Regions from separate parts of the Bos taurus genome. Here region 1 is linked to region 2. A link is a contact called in public Hi-C data. All regions are on one chromosome and are shown on one strand. The core of a region is the stretch at or near the end of the contact, and the rest is flanking DNA. Distances in the headings are between cores, read along the strand shown.

The links. Hi-C and Micro-C count contacts between places; a contact is called where the count stands out from the background.
Region 1: a contact with region 2 is called in a Hi-C map of skeletal muscle, with 7 times the contacts expected there. The contact joins the promoter of TAF8 here to the promoter of FRS3 in region 2. A contact is called at or near these places in 5 of 11 Hi-C or Micro-C datasets (8-cell embryo, liver, skeletal muscle and 2 more).

What each region holds. Positions count from the first base shown.
Region 1 is chr23:15,792,700-15,799,121 of ARS-UCD2.0, forward strand. It overlaps TAF8 (TATA-box binding protein associated factor 8), which reads left to right and starts at 1,949. Exons shown (of 9, transcript NM_001101200.2): 1 at 1,949-2,011; 2 at 2,796-2,952; 3 at 5,751-5,849; 4 at 6,172-6,234. The coding sequence starts at 1,967. It also overlaps a transcript of CCND3 not described here.
Region 2 is chr23:15,587,971-15,594,585 of ARS-UCD2.0, forward strand. It overlaps FRS3 (fibroblast growth factor receptor substrate 3), which reads right to left and starts at 5,018. Exons shown (of 7, transcript NM_001098918.2): 1 at 4,971-5,018; 2 at 3,212-3,350; 3 at 1,315-1,403; 4 at 293-479. The coding sequence starts at 1,380. PRICKLE4 (prickle planar cell polarity protein 4) reads left to right here and starts at 5,848. Exons shown (of 7, transcript XM_059880569.1): 1 at 5,848-5,903.

The DNA.
Region 1 (6,422 bases), core at 699-3,198, 200 kb after region 2:
TAGTTCTGCCCTCCCTCCGTCTCCCAGCCCATATCTGAGGTATGCAGAACGACAACAGACAGCCCAGTGACCTCACTGGGCTTCCAGTTCAGCTTGGAGGGGGACTGTGCGGACACAGAAAAAGCGGAGAGATTTGGAGGGGCTTCTCTGCCCTTCAGCCACGTGCAACTCAGATAGAAAGTGAGTTGAGCTTTGAGAGACAACGGGAGGTGATGAGACACGGTGACCTCTTTAACCACCGCCCCCCATCCCCGATCCCCCGCCAGTCTCAGCTTGGAGGTTCCAGGAAAGCGGGGTGTCGCTGACACCCATCTATCTCGGTTTCTCCAGCCCTCAAGCCTACCTTCTCGGCAGGTGAGCCCCCCGGAGCATCGACCGTGGCCGCACACACTCTCTCCCGCCGCCTCTGGCTTCTGTCTGGGGAGGTGTGTGTGTGTGGGGGGGTCGCCACCTCCAGCCTTGGGGAGGGGCGTGCACCCCTCCCCCAGGCGCCCAAACAGAACCAGCCTCCGCCGCCGCAGACGCGGCGTGTTTACAAAGTCGGCGCCTAGCCGCCAATCCCGAGTTTAAAGCTGGGCAGGAAGTGGGGAAGAGGGGGCGGGGGAGACAAAGGGGCTGGGTGCTCCGCTCTGCGAAGGTTTGGGCCCCGACTCCTCCCGGCGGCTCGCCAGGCGCCGCGACCCTGACCCTCAGACCCCGCCCCACGCGTCCCACGCGCCCCAGGTGAGGGGGTGATGGGGGTGCCCCCCAGGCACAGGTGCTCCCGGCGGGCAGGCGCGGCGCAGGTTTCCAGACATCGGCCTCTGAGCATTTTCCACTCATCCGTTCGCCACGCAGGAAATAAACAACATTAGGCGTTGTTTCTTGACCTCTTACTCTACGCCTGCACAATCATAGACCCTTCGTCTGTATTAGCTCACCCCCAACCCCCATCCATCTCATTCCATACTAGTTTTACAAGAGAGGAAACTGAGGCACAGTGAAGTCAGGCAATGTATCCGAAGACCCAGAGCTGGCGAGTTCTGGGGTTCAAATCCAACCTCTGCGTCCTGCCAGACACTCGCAAACAGGGGTGCACGGAAGACCCTCCCCCCCATCCTGAGGAGGCTGACCCGCGAGCGAACCACAGATAACCACAGGCACCGCGTGGACGCAACGGCCTGGGAGGGAGACGGGCCAGCGACAGCCTCCAGCCAGCAGCGCCTTCAGGCTCACCCGCAAACACCTGCAGATTCACAAAGGGCGAGAGGGCAGCGTGATGCACCGGAACACCGGAACTGGATGGCTGTGAAGCTCTAGTTCCAAATGGGGCTCCTGGGACCCCAGCACAAAACAGGGTTTCCCTTCAGATTTCCCTCTCAGGAGAATCACCTGGATACTTAAGAATACAGATTCCCAGGCCCCTCTCCTAGACTGCAAATCATGGGGACCCAGCGGGATCCCACACAACCATCCAGGAAAGTTCGGGGCGTCCCAGAGATGTGCTTTTCATGAAAAAGCGATTTCATTTAAAAACAGGTGTGAAACCTTGGGCTCATTTTCCGGGGCAAACTTCCGGGTCTCACTGAACCCACCGCTCACAAAAGGTCACGTGAGCCGGGGTGGGGGTGGGGGTGGGGGAGGTCACCTTGCGGACCTCGCAAGGCCTCGGAAAGCTCCGCTGGGCGCGCGTCGCCCCGCCCCCTGGCTCTCGCCCCTCCCCGCCCCCTGGCTCTCGCCCCTCCCCGCCCCCTGGCTCTCGCCCCTCCCCGCCCCCTGGCTCCCGCCCCTCCCCGCCCCCTGGCTCCCGCCCCTCCCCGCCCCCTGGCTCCCGCCCGCCCCTCCCCGCCCCCTGGCTCCCGCCCCTCCCCGCCCCCTGGCTCCCGCCCCTCCCCGCCCCGCCCCCTGGCTCCCGCCCCTCCCCGCCCCGCCCCTTAACTACAAGTCCCGTCGTGCCCCGCACTCGCGCACATTACGCCAGGGCAAGATGGCCGACGCGGCGGCCACTGCCGGGGCTGCGGGCTCCGGAACGGTAAGGGCGGGAGGCAGTCGCTGGGCCGGAGCCGAGAGAGTCGGAGCATTCGGCAACTTTCCCCTTACCCTGGCTACGAACCCATACCCAGAAACCCAGCCCCACCCTGAACCCTACGTGGAGGAGGGTCTTTCAGGCCGTACGTGACTCTCCATCTCCCCCCCCCGCGCCATTCTCGAGACTTGGCAGCGGCCTCCGGAGTCGGTGGACCTGTGTACTGATTGGCCCGTTCTTTGTTGGAGGGGGAGGGGTTGGGAACCCGGAACAGCTCCTGATTGGTCCAGTGAGGCCGTTTTCGCCTTCTTATTGGCCCGCTAAAGTTGGGAGGGATTCCCATTTCAAAATAATTTAGGTTTCCTACTTTTTCTGTCGTCTTCTCAGCATCATGTGTTGTTTGTTGCTTTGACTCTCCTCGTTAGTGAAATGGTGTGGAGATGGGAAGAACGAGAAACAGAGATCACTTTTTTTCTGGGAGATGGGCACGAGTTCCAATCCCATCATGCATGTTTTTTCAGCTATATATTCTGAAAATCTGCTAAAATAGAAAAAACAGCCGCTTTGTGTTATGGAATTGTTAAGTGTTAGGTAGGCAGAAAGTTTGTCTCCGAATTTAGAGCCCCTAGGATGCTCAGTTACTGTTCATTTGGCCAAGAGCTATAAATCCAAAGTACCTGTAAGTATTTAGCAAAAGAACCTTTGCTTGCCAGTGACAGTATGTGAGCTCTAATTGCATCATTGTCCAGTGAATAAAAATGTTCTCTGTTTCTGGGCTGCTGATTCACAGAGATCAGGAAGTAAACAGTCCACTAACCCTGCTGATAACTACCATCTGGCCCGGAGGCGAACCCTGCAAGTGGTTGTGAGCTCCCTGCTGACAGAGGCAGGGTTTGAGAGTGCTGAGAAAGCATCTGTGGAAACATTGACAGAGATGCTGCAGAGCTGTAAGTACCAGGAAACGATAGGAAACAGTAGGCCTTCTTCCAGTCAAACATCTGTTCTGTGTCCTGCATCATGATAGCGTTGAAAAGGTTTAAGAAAAGGAAGGACACTGTTAAGCGACTAACAGGCTTTAGAATAAGATAGACCTGGGTGTAAGTTCTCACTCTGCCACTTAATAGCTTGGGTCAACCACTAAACTTCCTGAACCTCAATTTCCTTATGTGTGAAAAGGGGTAATAATTTGCACATTTTGGACTTTTGAGTATAAGTGAGATATATATGTAAAACAGTCAAAGCTGAAAATGTAAGCCCTCAATGACTTGTAGGTGGTATTATTATTACTGTTTGTTCTCTATGCTCAAAGAATTTGCACTTTTATTGGAGAGTCAGGATTAAGTCCCATGAAATAGATGCCACACATTATATAATCAAATGCTATATTATGTGATACAAAGAGTGAGGGAGGATAAGTTTTACAAAATGGAAAAAAAAAAAAAACCCACCACTGCTTTTAAAAGAAAGTATCTTAAGATTTAGGAGCCTGGAATGGTCTCACACAGGGTTGTGCATAATCAATGTATTTCCCTCTTTGGGCCTTGGGTAGGGAAGGGAAGGATGAGATGAGGGATGGGGCATTAAGGTGTTTTGGGAGGAATCAGCCCTGTGAATGGAAGTGAGAGAAAGGTTTAGGTAGAGAGGGAAAAGTTCAAACAAAGAATTGGCCAGCTCAGCAGGGAACCCTGGAGGGATTATTGCCCATCAGAGTTTCTGACAGTAGGCCCCCAAAGCCCTGCCTTTGTAGTCTTGATCAGTCATGGATGTGGGCTGCTCCAGGAAGGGTGTGATCTGGGGTGAGATGACTCTGCAGCTGATGTTTGGGACTTCAAAATACCAAATGTTTTCCTAAAGCAGCTATCTCAAACTCCTTTAGATTCTTAAATATTGAGGGTCCTAAGGAATTTTGTATACATGGGCTTTTTTTTATATAATATTCTCCCTTTTTTTTTTTTTTAATTAAGCTCTTTTGGAGGCAGGGGCTGCTCTAGGTCTTTGTTGCTGCGTGCAGGCTTCCTGCAGATGCAGCGAGCAGGGGCTACTCTAGTTGCCGTGCATAGGCTTCTCATTGCAGTGGCTTCTCTTGTTGCAGATCACAGGCCCCAGGGTGCATGGGCTTTAGTCGTTGCAGAGTGTGGACTCGGTAGCTGTGGTACATGGACTGACTTGCCCTGCGGCATGTGGAATTTTCCTAGACCAAGGATTGAACTTGTATCCCCTGCATTGGCAGGTGGATTCTTAACCACTGGACCACGAGGGAAATATCAACATGGGCTTTATATATAGAGAGATTTTGCCACATTAGAAAATGAAATTGAGAACATCCTAAAACAAGGATGCACATGGACACATTCCATTAGCCAGCAAAGCCATGATGTCATCACAGGTGACATAGCCTCTGGAAAACATGACAGAGAGTGAGAGTGGAAAAAGTCAAAGAATGTCTCATTTTATTATGAAAATACTTAAGTCCACAGGCTTTTTGTGTTTGTGTAAAATGGAGCACAATTTCAGAATTTTCCTGAAACTGCTCATCCACCTCTGAAGCCCATTCATGGAGCCTAGCCTCCTGTTTCCCCTTTCCCCTGAGGGACTTCTGAGTGACTGAAAAAGAGGTTTCAGCTTCAGGTAAAAGAAAAAAAAAACTGACACCCAAATAATAAGACCTTTATTTATTTATTTTTTTGATGGCACAATATACATACCATAAAATTACGATTTTAATTACTTTTAAGCATTCAGTAGTGTTAAATATAGTCACAGTGGTGTCAGCCATCAGCACTGTCCATTTTCAGAACTTTACTTTTTCATGGTTCTGAACAGTAACTCTGTAGCCATGAACAACAGCCCCCTATCCCTCCTTCTTCCCAGCTCCTGGTAACCTCTAATCTAATTTTTGTCCCTATGGATTTTCTTTTTTTCTATATACCTCATGTAAGTGGAATCTTAAAATGTTTGACTGGTTGGCTTATTTCACTTAGCAGGATGTTTTCCAAGTTCATTCATGGGCTTCTCTGGTGGTCCAGTGGTTAAGAATCTGCCTTGCAATGCAGGGGACACGGGTTCAATCCCTGGTTCAAGAAGATTCCACATACCATGGGGCAGCTAAGGCTGTGAGCTCTAGAGCACGTGCTCCACAATAAGACAGGCCACCACAGTGAGAAGCCCGCGCTCCACAGGGAAGAGCAGCCCTCACTCTCTGCAACTAGAGAAAGCCTCTGGGCAGCGACAAAGACCCAGCACAGCCAACAATTTAAAAATTAATAAGTAAATAAATATTTTATAAAAACACAGGAAACCTAGATGGGAGGGAGTTTAGAGGAGAATAGATACATGTATATTATGACTGAGTCCCTTTGCTGTCTACCTGAAACTGTCACAATATTGTTAATTGCATTGGCTATACTCCAATATAAAATACAAAGTTAAGAAAAAAACCAAAAAGTTCATTCATGTATCTTATATCAGAATGCCATTCCTTTTGAAGGCTGAGTAATACTCCGTTAAAGGTATAGACTACATTTTCTGGATCTGTTCCTCTGTGGATGGACGTTGGGTTGTCTCTCCCTTTGGCTGCTGTGAACAGTGCTGCTGTAAACATGCAGACGCAAGTGTCTGTTTGAGTCCCTGTTTTCCTTTCACTTGGGTATATACCTAAGAGTGGAGTTGCTGGCTCATATGATCGTTCTGTGTTTAACCATTTGGGAACTGAGAACAAGACTTTCTGCTTTTGATCCTTCCTTAGACATTTCAGAAATTGGAAGGAGTGCCAAGTCTTACTGTGAGCACACAGCCAGGACCCAGCCCACACTGTCAGATATTGTGGTCACCCTTGTCGAGATGGGTGAGTACATCTCCAGTTTCCATTTCTTTGGTGCAGCTGAGTTGGGAACATGAGAGAGAGAGAGGAGTCCCCAGGAGGCAGGCTGGTCTGCTGAATGTCCTTGAATCTCCTCGTGAGTCTCTGGTTTGCTTTCAGGTTAACAGTTATCACAAGAGGGTTCCTCTGAACCCCTGTAAGAGACCTCTTAACTCCTCTGGGGGACTCTGTTGGAGCTTCCTTTGAGTGGCAGCAAAGTCGGGGGTTTAAACTATTTCACCGCAGCATTACTTCCCCTTCCATGTTTAGTGGCCTAGGCAGTGATTTTTGTTTTCCTGTGTCTTAGGTTTCAATGTGGACACTCTCCCTGCGTATGCAAAACGGTCTCAGAGGATGGTCATCACCGCCCGTAAGTGACTGTGAACCAAGATATCCGATAGTGCTCAATTAATGCTGGTAGAGTGAAGTAATTGAATAGGGCAGGGACTGGTTATAGCTACTGCCTCACTGCAGGCTCCTTTCCATTATTTGGGGCTACCTACAGTGTAATCTTGATTTGGGCCGATGGAATTAGGTTGTGAAATTCATCTCGATGCT
Region 2 (6,615 bases), core at 3,768-6,267:
TGATTTCCCATGCAGGCTCTGCCTGGGACCACTGCCTGCTTCCCATGGGTTGTGCAACAAACGACCCCACAAAGCCACCCAGGCTGGAGCTGCAGTGACTGAAGAGAAGAAGCACCGGCATGGGAGTCCACTTACTCCTGTGCACCCTTGGCCATGACCCTCCCCTTCTTTGGGCAACACCTGCCGAGTCAATGGACTTCCCTACTGACCCTCCAGCTGCGACTTCCGGCCGCAGAACCTGTTTCCCGTGGACAAGTCCCCATCCCAGCGTGGGGCAGGGGCTGGTACTCACCCTGGCCAGTCTGACACCGCCGGCCACTCTCAAAAGAGAAGAGGTTGGAGTCGTAGCCATAGCGCCTCAGGCAGAGGTAAGGCCAGCGGACGGCCTCGCGCCGATGCAGGTGCAGCACCAGCTCACTCTGGGTCAGCTCCATCACTCCGGAGCCCAGCTCCACCCCCTCATCATCCACATTCGTCACCTGGCAGGCGCACAGGACAGAGGGGTCAATGACTGAGTCCCTCAAGTGTGTGTCGGTCCGTGAGCCACTAGGAACGCCACACGATTACTGGGACACGGATGAGGCAGTGTCAGTGACCCAAGACAATTCTCTAGGCTTTAGTTCTGTCATTTGGGCAGTGCAGGGAGGGGTGGTGAGTTGACCCCTAATGTCAGATAGTTAGACATCCAAGGTTAGATGACCCCAAACGGTCCATGGCTAGTATCCAAGGACCAGATATTAATGCAAGAAAAGGTTTCATCGTGAATTCAAAATCCTAAGACCCTGGGAGAGTCAAATTCAAGCAGAACAAATATAAAGGCCTCCACCCCCTCTCCCAATGGAGGACCTTGCTGAGGGCTCCCTCTTCTGGTGAGCGGGAGAAACCTGGGCTTCAAGATGCACGGGTGAGGAGGAGGCGCCCCCTACAGGAAGTGGAAGGAGTGGGCGGTGTACACAGGTCCACTGGGCCTGGCCTTAGCCTCCCAAAGCAAGCAGCAAACTTAACAATGCAGACTTTCGTTGTTTAAAGACACACTGACGGGAGTGAACGTCGGTCGTGATGAAAGCACAATCTTTACTACTCTCAGCATTTCTTCATTCTTAGCAAGACTAAGAGCTGCAAAAACGGCAGTGGACTGAGCCTGTTTTCCTTGGGCCTGCTCAGAGATCCTGAGCTTGAGAATTCTTAATAAGTCTTAAAAAAGGCCACAGGCTCAGCAGGTCATTTCACCTTCTCTAGGCAGGCAACTCGACAGCTTGGGCAGAACCCAGGAGGCCATTCTGGGTACGCGGGAAAGGAGGGGGCTGTGGGTACCTTGAACTTGGTGGGGTGGTTGTCTGAGACGCTGTCTCGGTTCAGGCAGCTGCAGCAGCTCCCCATGGTGTCAGAGCAGCCTGCCTGCCCTAGGGAAAAACACAAAGGACAGTAAGGTCATCAAAGCCAGCTCCCCAAAGCCCCACTCTGGGGAACTCGGGCAGAACCACCCCGCTGTGATCACCTACTCTGTCCAAGACTCACACAGTCCCTTCCTCAAGGAATTCACACTCTCAATCCAGGGCCAGACACACACTGGATAAACATTAACTCGAGTTAGGATGTGTTAAGGATTAATGCTGATGGGGGGATGGAGAGAGCTTCTCAGGGGTAATGCTTGACCTGGACCTTGAGAAGTATGTAGGATTCTGACTGACAGTATGATAGGGAAGGGCAGCCTGGGCAGCATAAAAAACATGGCTAAAAGGAGGGACCTAGAGGAACAGATCTGCATCAGGAGCTGAGTGCCAGCCGGGGGCCTCATCCAGATTCAGCAAAGAAACTGCAGGTGGGGAGTCCCAGACACTTTGGCCTAGAACTTTCTCCTGTTCCTCCTGTCCTACCTCACTCAGATCCTCTCTTTTCCTTTCTTACCACAACCCCAACATCTCAGTTCAGTTCAGTTCAGTTGCTCAGTTGTGTCTGACTCTTTGTGACCCCATGGACTGCAGCATGCCAGGCTTTCCTGTCCATCACCAACCCCCAGAGCTTGCTCAAACTCATGTCCATTGAGTCAGTGATGGCATCCAAACATCTTTTCCTCTGTCGTCCCCTTCTCCTCCTGCCTTCAATCTTTCCCAGCATCAGGGTCTTTCCCAATGAGTTAGTTCTTTGCATCAGGTGGCCAAAGTACTGGAGCTTCAGCTTCAGTCCTTCCAATGAATATTCAGGGTTGATATCCTTTAGGATTGACTGGTTTGATCTCCTTGCAGTCCAAGGGACTCTCAAGAGTCTTCTCCAACACCACAGTTCAAAAGCATCAGTTCTTCGGTGCTCAGCTTTCTTTATGATCCAACTCTCACATCCATACATTACTACTGGAAAAAGCATAGCTTTGACTAGATGGACCTTTGTTGGCAAAGTAATGTCTCTGCTTTTTAATATGCTATCTAGGTTGGTCATGACTTTTCTTCCAAGGAGCAAGCATCTTTTAATTTCATGGCTGCAGTCACTATCTGCAGTGATTTTGGAGCCTAAGAAAATAAAGTCTGTCACTGTTTTCACTGTTTCCCCATCTATTTGCCATGAAGTGATGGGACTGGATGCCATGATCTTAGTTTTTTGAATGTTGAGTTTTAAGCCAGCTTTTCCACTTTCCTCTTTCACTTTCATCAAGAGGCTCTTTAGTTCCTCTTCGTTTTCTGCCATAAGGGTGGCGTCATCTGCATATCTGAGGTTATAACATCTATCTCAAATTTATTTTTGATGTTCTCTTCAAATGAGATGTTATGTTATGGTTAAGAGATATATTCAGGCAATTGAAATTGAAAACAGAGCACTATTTTCATAACCTTGAGTAGGCATTTCTTCATTAAAAAAACAAACACTCGGTTTATTTCCCTTTGTCCAAACGGGAGACCAGAGGCCTTACTATCTGGCTTTTCCCTCCCAGATTGTGGCACTCAAATTAGATGTCACCACATTTGGGCCTGTGGCTGGAATGGAGATGACACCACCAGGCTACAGTGACCTAAGGGACCAAGCAAACCCATGGACCAATCCCAACCAGAAATTATGGGTTTGCAACTTGCTGCAAGAAATCAATCGGTGGGACTAGATACCTTCTAGAACTCCCATTGAAAGTGTAAAGTCTTGAACAATCCTGACCTGCACCCTCAATTCCTCCCAACTTGGGAAATTCCAGAAAAGTGGCTCCTATACACAGGTCTCACCTCACCCAGGCCATCGGAGAGCTGACCATGGGAGGGGCATGGGGAAGGACCCCCACTTTATTCCCCCTGTTCTTGGTGGGGTGGCATGGCAAGCAGTCTGCAGAGAAGTCACCTGGATCTCCCTGTGACACACCTGGGGCTCACCTAGCATAGGAGACAGAGACCACAGGTTAGTGGAAAACTTCTATCCTCACCCATCAATGGTTAATGAAAATGACTTGCTGTCAGTCCATCCCACTGGGATATCCGTTCCAGGCTCTAATGGTATATAAATGCCAATGAAGAAAGATCAAGGCCAAAGGGACCACAAATTCTAAGCCCCGTAGGCCCTGAGAGGGAAAGACTCCCCTGGAAACAGTGACTTTGAAGTCCGAGACAGGCCAGAACATTTTAAGTCACTTCTAGACCTCCTCTGAATCCTGTTACAACCAATACCAAGATCATCACCTTACCTTTGCAGAGAACTTGAACTCTACAGAGAGATCTCTCAAGAAGACATGAAGATGTATTGGAAAGAGCAATGGCTTAAGATTCAGGAAACCAATATTCTAGTTTTTATGTTGCTGCTAAGTATCACAGAGAGTGTGCCAAGCAGATCCTCCATCGCCACCCACAACTCCCACCCCAACGCCTTTAAGGGAAACAGCTTTCCAGTTTTTACGAGAAACAGCTGTAAACTATGGAGCTTCACGTCTAGAAGTAAGTACATAGGACAAACACCACTAAAATCAACATTTTCCTCTTCTAGGACAAGCTCCTTCAATCTCACATTTGCAACCTTGATAGACTTTCTGTTCTCCAAGCTCCAAAAGGCCTATAACTTAACATAAATGCTATCAACCAAAATTTCAGTAATCTGAGCCCTAGGTGGACAAGTCAACAAGCCAGGACCCTGGAGATCCTTGAAATCCCACTCTCCTGGAAAAACAAGGTCATTTCCCAGGGCCCCAGGTGCTCCCCATTTTTGGGTACTTTCCAGGTAAAAGGACCCCTGCCCTCTGTCTGGCTTACTCTCTGGAAGGGGCAGTGGGCTGAGGAAGATGTGCACAGCTGGGTAAAGACGGGCAGCTGGGTAAATACTGGGGCTTGAGCCACCAACAGGGAGTCTGGGGGTGAAGCCAAGAACTGCAGGGTGCAAGATCGGTGAGGGCGCTGTATCTTTTCCTGTTTCCTTCACTGCTCTTAAAGATACCAGGACATATGACAGCCCAGCTAAGGGGGTGACATCGGGTGACAGGAGGAGAAGGCTCTGCTCTGAGACAGGTGTGGACTGGGTGTAGGAGTTTGAGGTTATGGGGACTCAAAACGTGTGAAAGGGATTGGGGAAAGGTGGACAAATGCTTTGGATTTGAGCACGGTGCAAGGAGAATGGAGAAGCCTGAAGACTTGGAGGAATTTCAGGACGGTGGAAGCATCTGGGTTCATCCCAGAGAGAATGGTGGTTCTGGGGGCGTAGCAGGGGAATTTGCAGGAGACAGGGGTTCTCGGGACTCCAGGACACGCGAAGGTGTGTCGGGGGTGGGGATGGGGTGGTTGTGGGAGGTCAGAGGCAGATTTAGGTAACAGAATTGACGGGAATTTCTAGATGCCGGGAAGGAATAGGGAAGGTCAGGGCCGCGCGTAGTCCCTAATGCCCGCCCCCAGCCCCGGGGCTCCACCGCCCGCCCTCCCGGGACTTCCTCGGGAGGGAGCGGAGACTGCGGCGAAGCGCGGTGCGGCCTCGGTGGAGCCGCTTCGTCCCCGCCCAGCCGCACCCCGACTCACATCGCCCCACGGCCCGGGCTGCGCCGGGCCCCGCTCCCGGGTCCCACTGCAGCAGCCGCCGCCCGCCCGGAGCTAAGGCCTCCCCACCCGGCAGCGGCGGGGTCGGAGGTCACCGGCTGCACCAACGAGACGCTGCGGGCAGGCGGACCCGATCGGGGGCGACCGGCGCGCAGCCTAGAAGGTCCCTTTGGAGGACTTTGCAGCAGCGAGCAGGGAGCATGCGCAGACACCAGAGGGCGCTCCGGGCCAGCGGCAGAGCTCGCCTAGCGGGGACGGGGCGGAGCCTGGGGTGGGGGCGGGGCTAAGGGCGGGGCTGAGGGAACCAAAGGTTTCCACTCCCGGGATAAGAAAAAGGACCCGAGCCGGGGCGGGACCGGGGAGAAACACGAAAGATGGGGGAGGAACTTGAAGGGATGGAAAGGGGAAGGGTGGTACAAGGGACCCCCAGAAAGGGGCTGGGGACAAGGGGGAGGGAATTAGGTGGGGGTAGGGACACACAGACAAGGACGGGTCTAGGAGACCAGAAGGAAGGTCTGGGGGGACCTGCAGGCTTCGAAAGGCGTTCTGTTCAGCGAGTGCTTGAGGACCCGGCATAACGATGGCTCCTGGGTGTCTGCTCAGCGCCCGCAGAGATGCGGTCCCAGGACTAAGCCCACGGGCGTGGGGGCAGTGGAGCCTGCACCGTTTTCACCCGATATCCCTCAAATGCTTTCCTTCACTTAGCAGCTCTAGGCCCCTCCCCGAGCCGTCGGGCCCTACCAGCCCGGGAGAGGCGGACGGGGCCCGCCGGGCGGGGAGGGGGGTGCTGGGAGAGGAAGGGCCGAGCTCCCGGGGGCGGGCAGAGGCGGGCGCCTAGATCTGGAGGTGGAGACTGGGTGAGGGGCCCGACAGCGGCGTCTGTGCAGAACCGCCCAGAGACCGGCGCTCTGCAAGGTGAGACCCCAGCGGACTCCCGTCCCCTCTCCTAAACTCCAGCAGCCGGACTGGGAACCCCAACTGACTCGGGAACCACACCGCGTCCCGCTTCGGAGGTGGGCCCCGAGAAACCCAAGAAAAAACTTGGGGATCTGTCAAGAGGGCACTTGGCAGTACCAGAAACTTCTCGAACCTTTCTTCCTCTCTCTGTCCGGGAAATCTTTCATCCCTTACACCCCACCCCCCAACTTCCCAATCCCTAGCCTCTGCCTTTCAGGAAAGTAGAACTCCTGAGCCCGTTTACACCTGCGCCCGACTGGGAGGGGGTTCAGTCTTGTATTATTTGTAAGGGGGGGAGGAGAATTCTGGAAGGAATCCAGCATGTTAGTAAGATGGAGTCCAGTGCTAAGTGAACGTGCAGTTATCCAGTCCAGGGGTGAGGCGTGAGGAGTGAGGACTGATTTCTGAGCGTTGGTCCTGTGTGAGACGGTTTCATGCAAACTAGACGGAGGAGCCTGGTGGGCTGCAGTCCATGGGGTCGCGAAGAGTCGGACACGACTGAGCAACTTCCCTTTCACTTTTCACTTTCATGCATTGGAGAAGGAAATGGCAACCCACTCCAATGTTCTTGCCTGGAGAATCCCAGGGATGGCGGAGCCTGGTGGGCTGCCGTCTATGGGGTCGCACAGAGTCGGACACGACTGAAGCAACTTAGCAGCAGCAGCAGCAG